Linked DNA regions of Mus musculus: region 1 is linked to region 2. Evidence: chromatin contacts called from public HiChIP or PLAC-seq data. All regions are on one chromosome and are shown on one strand. The core of a region is the stretch at or near the end of the contact, and the rest is flanking DNA. Distances in the headings are between cores, read along the strand shown. Region 1 has its middle 21 kb from the start of 2810405F15Rik. Region 2 has its middle 40 kb from the start of Gm39910.

What was found. HiChIP or PLAC-seq counts read pairs in DNA pulled down with a chosen protein or histone mark.
Region 1: a contact with region 2 is called in an H3K4me3 HiChIP or PLAC-seq map of intestinal villus epithelium, with 5 read pairs. The contact joins two enhancer-like sites. A contact is called at or near these places in 1 of 484 Hi-C or Micro-C datasets (nephron progenitors) and 2 of 115 datasets of contacts at active chromatin or transcription factors (embryonic basal ganglia and intestinal villus epithelium).

The regions. Positions count from the first base shown.
Region 1 is chr2:116,095,309-116,099,412 of GRCm38.p6, reverse strand. No RefSeq gene overlaps it. Among named protein-coding and RNA genes, the nearest start is that of 2810405F15Rik, 21 kb to the right of the region's middle. Within about 2 kb of position 2,487, at least 4 of the 459 cell types and tissues checked have an H3K27ac peak or open chromatin away from gene starts, as enhancers often do. A contact at or near this core is called in intestinal villus epithelium, where this site is marked.
Region 2 is chr2:115,448,577-115,452,790 of GRCm38.p6, reverse strand. No RefSeq gene overlaps it. Among named protein-coding and RNA genes, the nearest start is that of Gm39910, 40 kb to the right of the region's middle. Within about 2 kb of position 2,555, at least 12 of the 459 cell types and tissues checked have an H3K27ac peak or open chromatin away from gene starts, as enhancers often do. A contact at or near this core is called in intestinal villus epithelium, where this site is marked.

The DNA of each region.
Region 1 (4,104 bases), core at 1,238-3,737, 650 kb before region 2:
TCTTTCAAGATAAACTTAATTCTATTTGCATAGCAAAATGAGCATGAGGTCCAAGGGTCCCCCAAGGTGACATTTAGGATAGAGACTGTTTCTGTTATTATGATAAGAAAAGACTTTAATAGAATTCAGTAATTTATTGTTAAATAATTCAGAATCAATGCTAAGTATTTTATTCCATTCTAACGTTCATTCATTTTGATATTGAATTACCAGAAATGACAGCTCTTGGATCTCCTAACTTCTTGCTTCTGACAAGGGGGTTCGGAGCGGGTGCACCAAAGACCTTCTCAGAGCTAGCATCAACTGACCATATACACAAGCTGTAGAGATCAAGGTCTGAGGTAGAGTCTCTGCCATCTTAAAAAGAAAAGCGTAAGTACTGTGCTTTGCCTATGAGGAGAGACTGAAGGAGTTTACGGCCAAGATAAGCTCCAAGGTCAGAAACAGTCTCAGCGAAAACACAAGGAAGAGCTAAGTGAGCGTCTCGAGCACTTGCTGAGCAGACAAATGAAGATGAACTTCTCCTCTGCTAAAACCCTCTGACCAACACAAAACCATGTGTGTTAGTTTAGATGCTAAGTGATTCAAACACACACACACACCATTTATTGAAGGTTACCACATGTACATGTATTGCAAATCAACCTTACCAAGAAAGTTGGAGCCTATAACTTGATGAAAATAAAGGTTGTTAGAAGAAGGGGAAAGTGCAGATATTTGCTCCTGATGCAGAAAACTCTTAGGTCAAATATTGAGGCTAACCCAAGTTAAAAATGTTCAGTTATTTTTATGAATAGGTACCAATATTAGGACAAAACACATTATGAAGGAGGTATCAAAGGCATTTTCTTTTCCACAGCTAATGAGTTAATACATTTGGAAAGACAAGATATTTCTTGTCATATAACAAAAATGACATGTGATGGCTCACAGAGACAATATAAATATATCCGAGTTGGTGCTAGAACACCATAATTGCAGACTTTAATAAAGATATTAAAGGGGTTGGGGACGTGGTTCTGAATAGTGCTTGCTCAGTATGTGGGAAGTCCGAAGTTCAGTCTCCAGCACTTCGTGAACCGGCTTTGTGGGGCCGACCTATCATCCTAGCACTTGATAGGAAGACAAGAAAAGCAATTGTGCAAGGCCATCCTTGGCTACATAGTGACCTTTTGGAAGCTAATTCATTAATTTTTAACCTTTTATTTAATATCTATTTTGACAGGTGTACTTATATGCATGTTGTGTATGTATATGGTACAGGCAACTGAGTCAACAGGCAATCATATGGAGGCCAGAGGAAGATATTCCAAAGAAAGGCATTAAGTGTCTTTCTCTGTCACTCTCTGCCTTCTTCCTTTAAGGGTTTCTCAATGAACCAGAAAGTGGAAATTTTGGCTAGGCTAGCTAGGCAGAGAACTTCCTGGGATTTGAGTTCCACCTACCTCTCTCCCAGTGCTGAGGTTATAGGTCGTGGTTACAATGGATACAATCATTACAGGCTACACAGAGATGCCTAACTTTTCTCATAGTGCTAGAGATTTGAATTCAAGTCCTCATGGTTCCATACCAGCACTATTACCCACTGAATCATCTCTCCAGAGATGATTATTTTTATTGCTTTCAGAATTCATGGCTGTCCTCGATTATGGTTAACATACAAGTCAAAGTCTCCAGGCAGCAAACTGGAGATGATGCAGAGTCTCTTTCTCACGAGTCCTGCCTCAGCTGGATTGTACTCCCTGAATTTAACCTGCTGCCTTAAAGGATGGCCTAACAAAGGTCTAGAGGTGAATTTTCTAAGCTGACCCCATTCAGCAGCGATTTCCAAATTAATAAAATGTACACTGTGATTCTCGTGTGTGTCACCTACCTTCATCATCTTCCAAGGAAGAGAGACAGCATGAAAAAGAGATTTGCTGAGGAGTTACCTTAGAGAAATGCTTCACAACCTACAGGTGATCCAAGCCAAGCTTCGAAGAGAAATTCCTTAACTGACAAGTGTCCCTGCTTTAACACAGTCCCTAAATATCGCTTTGCTTTCTAAGTCCTACTGTTTCAAATATCACTCCAATCACAGGGGAAGGGTTCCCTAGATCCTCTATCAAGGTCCTGCAAGTGAGTAATCAGTGCTGGGCAAAACAAAACACATTTCCATTCAAATGGCTGAGTTGCCTACATTTTGCAACTCCAATTATTTCAACATATCTTTTGTCATTTGCATTCAATGCTCTTGCTTTGTTGTCAAGAGATTCTTACAAACTGTTCTCAACGCTTGCATTTCCTCCTTGCCCTTCTAAGAGGTAATGTATTCTCTAAGATAGGTGCTCTGTGGCAGGAGCTCTTTCTCCTGAAGGATTTAAAGCTGTCATTCTCCAAAGCTAGGTGTGCTACCTCTGCCTAAGGATTCGACTGTACAAATGGTTGTGTGGTTAGGTTTTTTTTTAGCAGGGCAAGTGAAGACTCTCCAGGCAGAGGTCTGAAACTCGATTTCTGCACAAGGAAACACTTGAGCAGGAAGTACAATGTCCAACCACTTTCTACCTGGCTTGGCTCCAGGCACATGATGAATTGCAAAAATATAATATATAGAGGGAATATTTATGTGTCCTCCCCCTTCATCAGAGATACACAGTATTTTTTCTCCTGTGTCACAAACATTGTAGCCACAATTTACAAGTACATACACAATCAAATTTCTATTGATTTAAAGATGCATTTCTTTGATGTCCTTTGCCTTAACCTCATTTATAAAGCTGTTTTGCATTATTTCAAACTGTCAATGATTTGTGACTCATGAATATTCAAATCCAATTTGCACTTATCATTTTGGTATGCATGCTTCCTTTCAATATGTCCCTACACGTGCCCTTTTGTTTTGTATTTATTTGTATATTGTTTTATTGAAATAATTCAATTTTTAAAGCATAGCAAGTCTATTGAAAAACAAAGGGAGTAATTAATGATTGACTCTTCTTGGTCCCAGCCCACCGTCTCTATGTCGCCACTAGGAAAGTCCATTCATTCCAACAACCTGTCTTTGATATTAAAAATAGCATACACTTGCTGATTGATGTTAATTTGGGAGGGGGGGTGAGGGGGCAGTTTTGCTGGACTATGCATGTCTAAGAAAGAGTCCAAGAATTTGTAGATGAGCCCAAGCATTGCAAAATAGAAAGAAAGGATTATTTGTTGTAGAAAAACAAAAAGTTCCAGCTGAATGAGGCTCTTCATGTCAGTGCGGATAAACTTTTCCACTTACGTGTGGAATGCACGAAACGAGACCTAAGAGGACTACGCATCCCTTTTAAAAGTCTCAGACAGTGATAGCTGGAGGAGACACCCAGGCCTGGGTATTGCAGGTTGTCAGTGATGATTGACGCTCTCCAACTGCAGCACAGGGAGCCACCTGCCTAAGAAACAAGCAGCTTCTTTCTTGCAAAACCTGTTTGAGGACAAACGGGAAGTGTTGTATGAACAAAAAAAAAAAATTTGGAGTTAAGAAAATCTCTTTCATAACTGATTTCTGGACTCAGTCATGATTTCTAAGAAAATCCAAGCAAGTAAATGTCCTGTGTTGCAAAAGTATGTATATGTATATGTATATTATATGTATATATATATGTATAGATATAGATATAGATATCTCTTGTATGCCAGTAGCTAAAATAGAAAAGCAATAGGTTTACAATGCATGCAAGTGTGTGTGTGTGTGTGTGTGTGTGTGTGTGTGTGTGTGTGTGTGTGTGTGTCAGAAGACAAGTTTAGGTGTCAGTCTTCACCTTGCAGCTTGTTTGAGAAAGGGTCTGTAGCTGTCTCACCACTGCACAAGTGAGGCTAGCTGGCCAAAGAGCTGCCCTTCCTCTCCTCAACCCTGGGATTACAAACGTGATGCTGTGTCAGGCTTTATCTGGTCTCTAGGGGTCTGAACTTAGGTCTTCAAGCTTCCGAAGCAAGTGCTTCCCCCACTGAGTAGTCTCCACAGCTCTCATGCTCAATTTCTAGCCTCACATTTAACCTGTGGAGAGGTCGCCTTTTGATTTCCTCTGCAGGGTTTCCTTGTGGAGATTCACAACTCCTCTCTTCTGGAGTAACCAACTACTC
Region 2 (4,214 bases), core at 1,306-3,805:
TACCTTCATACCCAAAGAGAAGCATAGCTCTCACTCCTTGTCAAAGAAGCTTTCTTTAGCAGTAGATCGAAACAGTTACAGAAAGCTACAACTGGTCAAAGGCAGAGGGCAGCTGACTATGGGATGTGAAGCCTCAATTGATACATCTATAATACGACCATTATACTGGAGGCCCAGGACACATCACAGAAGAGGGCTGTGGTGAAAAGAGCCAGAGGCCAGGATGTCTAGTCTGAGACAGTATCTTTTATATACAACAGGGAAGTTGCACCCATAAAATCTCACAGTATGGTCGCTGAAACAAGACGTGCACAATGAAATATCACTTGGCATGCCAGTATGAATGAGGGAAATCTTACAAGGCTTCACGACTAGATGAAGAGCTACAGGAAATTGATGGCTAATAAGAGAGGGAAAATTAGTTTTTTCCACCGATGAGGCTCCTGATAGGGTATCTAATCTCAAGTGGTCAACCCTAAACACACCTATAGAAGAGCAACACTAAAAGCAATGTAGGTTGTCTGTGTATATGTGCGCATGTGTGAGTGCATGTGTGTATTTGTGTAATTAAAGAAAATGAGGGCATGAAATTTAAAGGAGAGTTTGGGGAGACACAAGAGGAGTTGGAGGGGAAGAAGCCAGGGTGGAAATTATGTAAATATAGTACTCATGTATGAAATTATAAAAAAATACAAAATCAGAATAAATAAATGGTTTCCAAAAGTGGTATTATAGACAGGCATAGTGGCACACAATTTTAACTGAACACTCAGAAGGTAGAGGCAGGAGGATCTCTGTGAGTTTGAGAGCAACCTTGTCTACACCGCCCCCAGTCAAGCAGGGTTAAATAGTGAGGGTTTGCCTGAACCAACCAATCAAATAAACAAACAAATAAGCAAACAAATGGGCAAGCAAGCAAGCAAGCAAGCAAATAAAAGAAAAAGAGTTCATGAAACTTAAAGGAGAGTTTGGGAAGACACAAGAGGAGTTGGAGGGGGAGAAGCCAGGGTGGAATAAAAGAAACGGAGAAATAAAAGGTTGCAGTTACTGAAAAACAGCAAATGTAAATTATTGAATGTTGTTGGACAAGAGCGACCCACTGACTATTCCTTCTATGTGAGCATCCATTGCAATCTTGTTAACTTTAGACAGAGTTGATAATTGGGCTTTATGGAGACTCACCCTCAAATGACTGTTGTGTGAATGAACCTTTTGCCATTGAAGGAATGAGGATGATGTGATGTCTCTCTTTGATTCTAAGCCTAAGGGGAAAAGTCTTCTGTATCAAAAACACATGGCTTAAAATTTCTGCATCTGAGCCTGCAACATTGATGGAGTTTTATGTAAAGAGATAAAAATCTTTGCATGGACTGTCACAAGCTGTTTGGGTGAACAGAGCTGCTGTTGCAAAACCACTGTTGATATTCTTAAATGGGCTGCAATGAGAACCACCTGTACGTCAGACCGAAGGTTTGGGCACAGTGAAAATCATCATGGTCAAAATAATGAAAATGAGGAGGGAGGGAGGGAGGGAGGGAGGGAGAGAGAGAGAGAGAGAGAGAGAGAGAGAGAGAGAGAGAGAGAGAGAGAGAGAGAGAGAGAGAGAGAGAGAGGAGAGAGAGAGAGAGAGAGAGAGAGAGAGAGAGAGAGAGAGAGAGAGAGAGAGAGAGAGAGAGAGAGTATGAGCATGTAAGGACAAATATGAGCTAGTTCAACAAGGAGGAAAATGTGAACAAGGAATTCAGAAACAGGTGTAACTTCTTTTAGAAACAAGAGATTTCAGAGGAAGAAGAATATCATTTGCCAGATACTACTCAGGAACACCTCAATATTCCTGAATGCACTTATAGTTCATATTATCTACCCTAATTATGGCAGACTTACAGTAGTTAGGAGACAATGTCACCCTAGAAAACACATATTATTGTGAAGTTAGAGCAAACAATTTGAGGGGAAGACTCTCTAGAAAGAATAGTACTAGTTAGTAGCCATGGCTGTCTTGTTAGCAAGAGAGAAGGCAAGAAAGCAGTAAATAATTATCAACAATTTACACTTTCCTAGATATAAGCCCATACTATATCTCAATTGGTATTCCTGAGAGAGCAAGCTGAAGGAGGTTTGGCATCTAAAAGCATTCATAAAGTATTTTATTTTAGACAAATTTGATGAAACATAATGGAAAGAAAGATGAATTGAATTAAATTGATTAAATTGAATATTCCTCTTCTGAGCATTTGGTTCTTAAAGATTCTGATCCCATTCTTGTCAGACTCACATGAATAGATGTGCTAGATACTTATGAAATGGTTAAAGAATTATGGATGTTTGGGTTATGCATGTGTGTTCTGAGAATTTTCTTAAACCCAAAGAGTTCTCATGAAGAAGAAAGAAATGCATGTTAATAATTAACCTTAACACAAGCAAAAACTGTGATGGCTGGTAGGGATGGGAGTATTGCCCAAAGGTCAAGTACATGAACTCTCTAATCAATAGCTCAGTTCTGCCACTTATTAGCTGCGTAAGCTCTGTAAGTTCTTTGACTCCACTAAGACTAGATCTCTCCCCTCTCGGCAAAGAAAACCATGCCAGGTAGCTTTAGCCCTCTGGGCACAGAGCCTGGTATACTATCTTGCTGTTGTTATTTGCCATTACAAACTAGGTGCAATGATTGAGAACATTCTGGAAGAGGTTTTGGCATGTCATTAGGTCTGAGTCTCAACTTTACAGAGTGCTGAGTACACTTAATTAAAAAAGGCGAGGCAAATTAGAGCAGTCTTGGACTTTGATGTTGAAAGACCTTGCTCAGCTTCCTACTCCTGGTTGATCCTTATCAGCATCACTCTGCAGTTCATATACTGGTTATGTTACCCGGCATGGATGAACTTCAATTCCTAGACAGAAAGTTGAAATAAGGAACGTATTTGTTTCTCAACATTGCAACTGTGGGGAAGTGCCGAGGAAAGTCTGCTGTGACCTGTAAACAAATATTTCTCTTGTAATTATTACTTTGAGGTATATAGAAAACAATGAGAAAGGACAAGTTAGCACAGAGATTAGCATGAGTTAAAGGCATAGAAGTTGACTGGCATACTGATGTTCAAGAATGACAAGAAGGTAGGTCTGACTGAAAACCTACCAGCATAGAAGGGCGTGCTTCCTTGTTGCAGTTGTTTATCTTATGGAAGCCCGAGTTGCAGAATTTGGTCTCTATTTTCTCTCAGTTTGTAGAATCTTCTGTAGAATGCCCTAATTATTATTTGACTACACATCTCTTAGGATCTTGGTAGTAGGGCCTAGGTTTATGCCATTGGAAAATCAGTATAGGTGATTCTAGTATCTACCTAGGATAAGGGAAAATATTTGTGATTTTTCCATCTCTCTTTGATTCAGTGAGATGGCTTTGTAAATATCAAGAAATATCAATGCATTACAGTGGTCAATTATTAATGCACAAAGAGATACAATCATGACTCAGAGAAGATAAGAGTGGGCAAGGCAGTTGGCCCTATTGGACCAGAAGAAACTATAGTGTGCTTAGACAAAATGATTGATCATACGTGAGGCAGAAAAATGACTCAGCCTGGAGCAACATTGTTGAGTTATCATCCACCCCTCCATCCTCCCGTGTATTGTCTCTTATGGTTTGCTGGGCATGCGACTCAGCAACTGTCCCAGCTTCTGTGGATTCTTCTGGGAGACAATTCAGTCCAGTTCAACTATCTGACTACATTTGAGACTCTTCTATTAGAGAGAGAGAGAGAGAGAGAGAGAGAGAGAGAGAGAGAGAGAACAGCTCTAGTTATCCAACAAAGGCAAATGGAACTACATTGAGGGGTGTGATGCAATGGTTCAGTAGTAAGGTCTCTGACTTCTCTAGAACATGACCTGGATTCAGTTTCCAGCATCCACACAGAAGATCACAACCATTTGTAACTGTAGTTCTGGATATCTTATGCCTCTTCTAATGTCTTCTGGAACAAGACATGCATTTATTATACATATATACCCACATACAAAACACTTGTACACCCAAAATAAATATGAACAAGCCATAAATCTTAAAGAAACTACCTTGAGATTCCATTGCATTCATACAAAACATCAACAAAAGGACAAAAGTAACAAATGGTATTGAAGATGTGGGGATGAAGGACCCCTGTTGGCTGTTAGTGGGAATGTTAATTAATACATAGACTATTGAAGTTAGTATAAAG